Regions from separate parts of the Macaca mulatta genome. Here regions 1 and 3 are each linked to region 2. Evidence: chromatin contacts called from public Hi-C data. All regions are on one chromosome and are shown on one strand. The core of a region is the stretch at or near the end of the contact, and the rest is flanking DNA. Distances in the headings are between cores, read along the strand shown. Region 1 overlaps LOC144336057. Region 2 holds the start of BAHCC1 (BAH domain and coiled-coil containing 1). Region 3 holds the start of ACTG1 (actin gamma 1).

Region 1 (2,700 bases), core at 94-2,593, 94 kb after region 2:
ACATCGCCCAGCCCAAAAGCAATATTTTCATACAAACAATATTCTAACACTGACTGAAATAATTCACAGAGATGGAAAAAAAAATTTTTTTTTTGAGACAGGGTCTCATTCTGTCACCCAGGCTGGAGTGCAGTGACACGATCTCGGCTCACTGTGACCTCCACCTTGCCCAGGCTCAAGTGATTCTCCTGCCTCAGCCTCCTGAGTAGCTGAGATTACAGGTGCACACCACCACGCCCGCCCGGCTAATGTGTGTGTGTGTGAGTGTGTGTGTGTGTGTGTGTGTGTGTGTGTTTGTGTGTGTATTTTCTTTTTTCTTTTTTTTTTTTTTTGAGGCGGAGTCTTGCTCTGTCACCCAGGCTGGAGTGCAGTGGCCAGATCTCGGCTCACTGAAAGCTCCGCCTCCCGGGTTTACGCCATTCTCCTGCCTCAGCCTCCCGAGTAGCTGGGACTACAGGCGCCCACCACCTCGCCCAGCTAGTTTTTTTGTATTTTTTTAGTAGAGACGGGGTTTCACTGTGTTAGCCAGGATGGTCTCGATCTCCTGACCTCGTGATCCGCCCGTCTCGGCCTCCCAAAGTGCTGGGATTACAGGCTTGAGCCACCGCGCCCGGCCGTGTGTGTATTTTCAGTAGAGACGGGGGTTTCACCATGTTGGCCAGGCTGGTATCGAACTCCTGCCTGCGGTGCTGGGATTACAGCTGTGAGCCACCACGCCCAGTCACAATATTTTTTATTTACCTCCAACCCCACCACCTAGAGATGACCACTGCTAATTTTTGTGGATAGTTTTTGGCAACAGGCTTGTTTGCTTTCTAAGCACTGTTGTTTTGTTTTGTTTAGAGACAGGGTCTCGCTCTATGGCCCAGGCTGGAGTGCAGCGGCGCAATCACAGCTCACTGTAGCCTCCACCTCCCGAGCTCAAGCGGTCCTCCCGCCTCGGCCTCCCGAGTGGCTGGGACGACAGACACGGGCCCCCTCCAGTCAAGCATTGTTTTTCTGACCCGCAGGATGGGAGCAGGGAGAGCGGGGCTGGCCGGGGGTCGACGGGGAGGCCCTGCGAGGGGCAGGCCCGGCCAGGTGGGACGGGGCTCCGCGTCTCTCTGCCGGCGCTTCTGCGCACGGGCTCACTACTGGGGGCGGCCGGGATCACGGACTCGCTGGCCTCGTCTCCGGAGCGGCAGCGGGCGGCTTGAAGGAACGACCCCGCGGGCCGGCGCAGGCCTCCCCAGGCCGCGAGACCCGGCCGGAGACTGACCCTCCCCGCCCCTAGCCCCAGAGGCCCGCGGCGAGCCAGAAGCCACGCACCCATTGGCCGAGAGCGCGGCCGCCCGGGCCAATCACGGCGCGCGGTGGGGACAGCGTCAGGCGCGTGCGCACTCGGCCCTCCCCGGCGGTCTGCGGACGGACGCAGCGCAGGCTTCTGGAGTTGGGGCGCTGTCCTGCCTCCCGGCGGGCCGGGAAAAGCGTCTCATACATGCGCTCCCCGCGGCCCGCGACCCCCAGCCCTCGGCCTAGCCCCAGGCGGGTCTATCGCGCTGTCCCCAACCCCGGACGGGCCTCCTCCAGCTGCCGGGTGGAGAGGCTGGGGGGCTTTTCCCGAGGTCGGCGGGAAGGCTGAGAGCCCAGGCCCTACCGCGCCCGAGGAGACGGCCCCTCGCGGGCTCTAAAGGCCCCGGGGCCGCCGGGATGTTCCGGGGCCGGGTTGTGCCCGCTCCCGTTTCCGGCTCCGCTGCCCTCGGGCACTGTCCCCTCCGGCCCTACCTTGGTCTGGGAGAGGTCGCTAAGGGGGCAGAGGGCGCTGCTAGGGGGCCCTGCGGGTCTCCCAGCCTCGGCCCCCCCAGGTGGCCCGAGCGGAGCTCTGCACAAAGTCCTCAGGTAGCCGCGGCCTTGGTTCCGACAAAACCCCTCGCACTGACCGGGCCTCAGCTGACCTGGGCAGCCTACTGACCCGACCCCGACGCCTGGGCCCTCCAGGCCTCTCAGGGTCTCCAGGAAAGGGAATGGGCTGCGGGGCACAGCGAGGCTGGACAGCGGGCACTGGCCCAGGACTCCCCTTGCCCAGAAGAGAACATGGAGGCTGAGCCGCCGGGGAGCCCAGCTTGATGCCAGGAGCACTTTGCAGAGGGACACGGGTGGGGGCTGGCAAGCAGTTCACCCCTATGCAGTAACCGGAGAGCACTAAAGTCAGCAGCACGCCCCCGCCCCAACCAAGGCCACTGCCACCTCCCACCATCCCGACCGTCCTTTGATCCCTCAACCCTTGTTGCTGTGGGGGCTTGGGGATATGTTAGATTCTCACTGGCGCGGATCTTTGCTCCCCAAGGGCCGCCTGGCTGTAGAGCAGGACCCCCAGGTCCTGGAGAGAAGGGCAGAGGCGGGCCGACCAGGAGCTCTGCAGAGGAGCCAACTCTGGCCTGCGGACCCAGGGTTCCCACCAGCATGTAAACCTCTGGGTCACAAGGCTTGGAGCTCCATGCTCTGGCAAACTGGGCCTCATACCACCTGTCTGCCCTGCACCTGGAGAGTTGACAGTCTACACGCCCAGCACTCAGAGCAGAAGCCAAAGCATTCCCGGAACCCACAGACCCCCAGCTAGCCTGGCCCCCTGCCCCAGCCCCCACGGCGCTGACCTGGCCTCCCTGCAGCTCCTGGAATGCACCCAGGCTGTGCTCGCCCCGGGGCCTCTGCGTGCCCATC
Region 2 (2,700 bases), core at 162-2,661:
CGCCTTGAAACCGCGGAGCCAGTAATTGCTTTTTTCAGGAGGCCCAGTGCGGACTGGACAACAGCCAATCAGCGCCTTGTTTACACTCGGTGATGGACAGTCCGCTGGCGGAGTGCCAACCAATCCCAGCGGTCCCGCGGGAACGGGAGTGGGGGCGGGGAAACAGAGAGACAGCAGGCTTTGAGTTTAACTCTTTCGTGTCCCTGCTGGAATGAGACGGTGGAGAATTTCGAATGCGTGTGAATCTGTCATTTGGCTTCTAGTTTAAATATCCTTTTTTCCCCCAGAGGGGGAGGCAGAGATTCACAGGGAGAAAGAGGAGCAAAAATAAATGTATCCATCGCCACTAAGACATCACCTCGACTCCCTGAGAATAAATAGCATTTGGGTGGGAAACCAAATTCTAACAGAAATATTTGTTTGCAGAATATTTTAGAAGTGGTTTGCATCTGATTACGATAAAAATTGTTCAGTAGCTTGCTTTAGTTGGAGTGAGGATTTAGCAGATATGCAGACAGGGAGCAGCATTGAGAAATACTATACATGGTTTACCACACCATATCCCCTTCCCCCCTTATCGAGCTGAAAATATTTTTTAAATCTAGGTGTAGATGAAGAAAGGGCAATCCTTGTCTTCTCAATAAATCCCTGATTTTCATTTTAGTAGTTGCTCTGTTGCAAAGTGTGGCAGAGGGAGATAAAATTGAGAGCCACTAATGTAGACGGCTGGAGACTCAGAACTCACTTCCCAGGGTCTGATCCCCAGGTCAGGGGGAGGAGAGGGCCGGGCGGGCTATTCAAAGCTTGTACTGCCCAAGCAGCGGACGTACGTGGATCTGTGAGCTCGGGTCCGGGCAGGCAGCAGCCTCAGAGCGGTAGATGGGCCAGGCAACCTGGGGAGGCCTCTGGGCTTGGAGGTCTGGCCTACCTGCCACCTGCCAGACAGATCGCAGGGAGAAAAAGTAGCTACTTTTAAGGGGTGGTGGTATTTCTTCCTTTGGCCTTCTGTGCGGCAGAAGCCAAACGTTAGACCTGCTGGATTAAACATATATGTGTGTGTGTGTGTCTGTGTCTGTGTATACGCCTCCCCCTCCGCCGGGACACGCGCACTCGCTGGTTCCAGCTCCCTCTCCTGCCCTGCGCCACCACATTCCCATTCAGCAGCAATGATCTGCGCAGAGGAGCTGCGCAGTCGCCGGGCTTGAATTAGGCGCCATCGGGCTTGGTAGTAGCCCCGCTGCTTCCTGATTGGCAGCTCCCTGGCCCGGCGCCAGCCTATTGGGAGGCCTGTTTACGCCGAATGAGTGGCACGAGCTCCCGGCCGCGGAGGGCTGCGCGGCCAATCAGCGCGCTGGCTGCTCCGGGCTGAGTGGCACGAGCTTATTAGTATGCAGGGCCCGTGGCTCGCGGCGCCAGGCTGCAGGTTTGAGAGCCGCTCTGGATGGGCTCGCTAGAGTCGTTGTTGTGGAAGCGGTGCATTTACAGTGCAACAGTCAGCACATTGAAAATACCAATAGGAATACAAAACAAAGTCACATTTACTGATTTAATTGTATTGCATTCAGTTGTATCCAGGAAACAGCCTCCAGTAAGTAACTGAAATTGCTTTCATTTTTTTTTGTTTTTGTATTTTTATTATTATTTTTTATTCTGGCTTTGGGGTTTTACATTTTTTTTTTTTTTAGCAAAAGAAATTCAGGGTTGTGATGTTAAGAAATATATACCTTCCCTTTTAACAAAATCCGTTAAAATGTCGAAGCTTTTTTTTCTTAAAAAATATGGACTATATAAGCGATTTTTTTCTCTGAAAAATCTTATCGATCGGTTTAAAATTCCCCCCGTAATGCGTCCTTGCTTTGCTCTGAACGCTTGTTGTCTCGATCGACACCCAGCATTAAAAATAAATACTCGAGACAGGACAGGGACCGCCAGGCTGCGTCTGGCGCGAGCCGCGCGGGTGGCACCGGGCGGACAGTCGGCGAAGTCCGGGCGCCGCCAGCGTGCTCCCAGCTTTGGGTGACCCACGAACGAACCCCTACTATTCGCTCCCCTACCCTGCTCCCCTCCCCGGAGCAGTCCTGAGTTGGCCCCGCCCGGTCGGTCCGCGGCTAGGGGAACCGGCCGGCTCGTGGTACCCACGGCCGCTGCCCTGAAGGGCCTTCCGGGCCGAAGCTAGGGGCCGGGGAGGGAAACGGTCATGGCGAGTTTTTCGGTCTTCGTTCCCATTTCAGAATTTTTTTTTCGGAGAAGGGGTGGAGGAGGGGGGCCGAGCGAGGCTGGCGCAGCGGGGCGTTATCACCGTGCGTTCGGGACAGCGCGCGGGGCTCGGGTCACGGCCCGTGTGGCGGGGCCCGCGGGCTGGTTTTCCTCAGGCGCGCGGGTCAGGCGCGACCCTAGTTCTCATGACTCTCCTCGGGAGCGGGTGCGGCTGTTTCGCAGGGAGCGGGTTCTGCGGCGGCGGCCGAGCCACTAGCGCCCCCGGGCGCGCCAGGTCCCAGCCCGGCCTGCAGGCCCCACCGCGCCCGCGCTCCCGGAGACGGCGCCGGAGGGAGGCAGACGGGTCGGAGTCCGGGTCTCCGACAGGCGGGCGAGGAGAGAGCGGGTTTTTAGATGCAAAAGCAGAAAACAAAGCAAACCTGTAGAAGCCCCAGATCCTGGAGCGCGCCAGCCACGCCTGCGGCCGCGGGAAGAGGGACCCGC
Region 3 (2,700 bases), core at 177-2,676, 120 kb after region 2:
TTTCCCGCTCGGCCGTGGTGGTGAAGCTGTAGCCACGCTCGGTGAGGATCTTCATGAGGTAGTCAGTCAGGTCCCGGCCAGCCAGGTCCAGACGCAGGATGGCGTGGGGGAGGGCGTAGCCCTCGTAGATGGGCACCGTGTGGGTGACCCCGTCGCCAGAGTCCATGACAATGCCAGTGGTGCGCCCAGAGGCGTAGAGGGACAGCACGGCCTGGATGGCCACGTACATGGCCGGGGTGTTGAAGGTCTCAAACATAATCTGAGGAGGAACAAGGAGCGGCTTAGTCAAGGACAGAGACCCACGGCCACCCCATGCTCACACGCCACAACATGCCGCATGCCAGTGTGATGTGTGAAGAAAAGAAAAGAACGCAGGCAGAAACCAAATGAGAAACCTGGAGACTTCAGGGAGGAAATGCCGGGAGAGGAACAGAGCCTGGAACAGCGAAAGAAACACTTAAATGTCAGAAATCAAGCTGGGCAAAAAATGACAAGGGAAACGACGGGAGCGCGGGCGTCAGCCGAGCCTCACCTGAGTCATCTTCTCTCTGTTGGCCTTAGGGTTCAGAGGGGCCTCGGTCAGCAGCACCGGGTGCTCCTCTGGGGCCACGCGCAGCTCATTGTAGAAAGTATGGTGCCAGATTTTCTCCATGTCGTCCCAGTTGGTGACAATGCCATGCTCAATAGGGTACTTCAGGGTCAAGATGCCGCGCTTGCTCTGGGCCTCGTCACCCACGTAGGAGTCCTTCTGGCCCATGCCCACCATCACGCCCTGCAGGGATTGACCCGTCAGCCTCGTCGGCGGCACCGAGCCCACCCCGCAACGCAGAACCCAGGAGCCCCGCGGTGCCCTCCACTCACCTGGTGTCGGGGGCGCCCGACGATGGAGGGAAACACGGCTCGGGGTGCATCGTCCCCAGCAAAGCCAGCTTTGCACATGCCGGAGCCATTGTCAATGACGAGGGCGGCGATCTCTTCTTCCATTGCGACCTGCCCGGGAAAAGACGGATTCAGGCGGGCGCCTCTCGAAGACAAACCCCACAGCCCACTAATGTTCCTCCGCGGAGAAGAGGCAGCTCTGCCCCAACCCCGGAGACACAAGCCTCCAAGACCGCAACCACCTAAAACCAGCGGCCGGAACTTTTACGTAACGTCCGCGGCTCGGGACTCTGCACTGCGGCCGGGCCCCGCCCTGGACCCCCGGCGCCCGCCCAACGCCAGTCCGCCCGGCCCGGCCCACCCCGCCTTTTGTTCCCGGTGAAGGCGCGGCGAGGCCTCCGCAGCTCAAAGCAAGGCCAGCCGGGGTCGAGAGGCGCAGGCCTGAGACATGCAGCTCAGGCCCCGGGGCGGGGTGCTTACCGGCGGAGGACTAGGACAGTTGAGCGGCAGAAGAACAAGATGCGCGAGCTGGCGGCGGCGACTGAGACCGTTCGCGGCCTCCCCCGCCGCTATTTAAGCGGAAGCGGCGCGCCCGCGCGGCCCGGCGGCGCGCGCGGCCCCAGAACATGTCCATATATGGCGATCTTTCCGAAAGCCGGGCGCCTATTGGCCCGCCCGGCAGAGACACGTGGGGCCCCGGCCCCAGCCCGCACCGCCTCCCAACGGCCCCGCCCGCGCCACCCCCGCGCGCTCGCGACCCTGCGCGGGTCGGCCATCGGGCGGGGCTGGGTCGGGGCGGCCTCCGGGGGTCGCCGGGAGGACCGAAGGGCTGACGGGCCCGGCCCCGCCCCGGGACTGTCGCGCCGTGGTGAGGGCGCGGCTGCGCCCCGAAACTGCCTGGCCGGGGCGGGGCCGCGCCGGAGCTGGGTTGGGTCCCCAAGGCCTGGGCCACGCTGCGGGGCTTTGCTCCCTGGGACGTCCCTGCGGCCTGTCCCCTCCGGCTCCACGAGGAGCCCGGGCGCCGGTGCCGGGCTGGGGAAGGGGCGCGGCGGGGGTCCCCGACACTCTGCATTCCTGGGCGCGGGGGAGCCCTCACTTCGCCCTGGTCCCCGAGCGCAGCCACCACTATGCAGGTCCTTCCACGGGACGCCCTGCCCCGGGTCTACGTTGTTTTGGAGACCGAGACCCCTTTCTGCCCGACTCATTCCTGCTCCTCAAATCACAGGCCCGATTGTCCGCAGGCGCGCGCTCCGGGTTGGGGCCACCCCGCCCCCTTGTGTGTTGAGGAAGTGGTGTGGAGCGAGGCCTTTGTTTCATTCTGGTCACCTGTAGACATCATAGGGAAACTGAGGTAGACAACGGGAACCCTGACTTTCTTGAAGGTCGGCTCCGCAGTCTCGGACGGTCGGGGGGATCCCCTCGTCTTTTTATGATGCTAATTAAGGGCAGGGGTCAGGGCTGCGTGGGTTTAGGCACTGGCTGGTTCGGGGCGCTCACTCCTTGCCCGGAGCGGCGCCGGTGCTTTGGTTACACACCCCGAGAGGCGCCCGGCACTACAGCTTCCTTGTGCACCGCTGGAATTTTCAGGGTTGGAGCGCCGGCCGCGGAGGGGTGGCAGTCAGGCCGCGCAGTGAGGCGACGGACTCGCCCGAGGTCGCGGGGCGTTCAGCTTGACTCGACAGGCTGGGGGACGGGGCCAGGGTCCCCACGCGGAGTGCCGAGCCCTGCAAGGTTAGCTCGCGACCCCGTGTTTGGGAGTGAGAACAGCGAGTCAGGCACGGCGGCCCGCCCAGCCCACCTGCGGGCTGCAGTCACCCCGGA

The links. Hi-C and Micro-C count contacts between places; a contact is called where the count stands out from the background.
Region 1: a contact with region 2 is called in a Hi-C map of fetal cortex germinal zone, with 2.8 times the contacts expected there. The contact joins the enhancer-like site here to the promoter of BAHCC1 in region 2. A contact is called at or near these places in 6 of 14 Hi-C or Micro-C datasets (blood, cortical neurons, fetal cortex germinal zone and 3 more).
Region 3: a Hi-C map of fetal cortical plate shows a contact between it and region 2, with 3 times the contacts expected there. The contact joins the promoter of ACTG1 here to the promoter of BAHCC1 in region 2. A contact is called at or near these places in 3 of 14 Hi-C or Micro-C datasets (cortical neurons, fetal cortex germinal zone and fetal cortical plate).

The regions. Positions count from the first base shown.
Region 1 is chr16:91,192,023-91,194,722 of T2T-MMU8v2.0, forward strand. The region is part of intron 1 of LOC144336057; the gene reads right to left. Among named protein-coding and RNA genes, the nearest start is that of ACTG1, 25 kb to the right of the region's middle. Within about 2 kb of position 1,344, at least 31 of the 40 cell types and tissues checked have an H3K27ac peak or open chromatin away from gene starts, as enhancers often do. A contact at or near this core is called in blood, fetal cortex germinal zone, fetal cortical plate and 1 more, where this site is marked.
Region 2 is chr16:91,097,670-91,100,369 of T2T-MMU8v2.0, forward strand. BAHCC1 (BAH domain and coiled-coil containing 1) reads left to right here and starts at 1,412. Exons shown (of 28, transcript XM_077973176.1): 1 at 1,412-1,588.
Region 3 is chr16:91,216,778-91,219,477 of T2T-MMU8v2.0, forward strand. ACTG1 (actin gamma 1) reads right to left here and starts at 1,427. Exons shown (of 6, transcript XM_015120580.3): 1 at 1,360-1,427; 2 at 862-990; 3 at 533-772; 4 at 1-259. The coding sequence starts at 984. It overlaps LOC144336058, which reads left to right and starts at 1,614. Exons shown (of 4, transcript XM_077973370.1): 1 at 1,614-2,230; 2 at 2,467-2,610. The coding sequence starts at 2,007.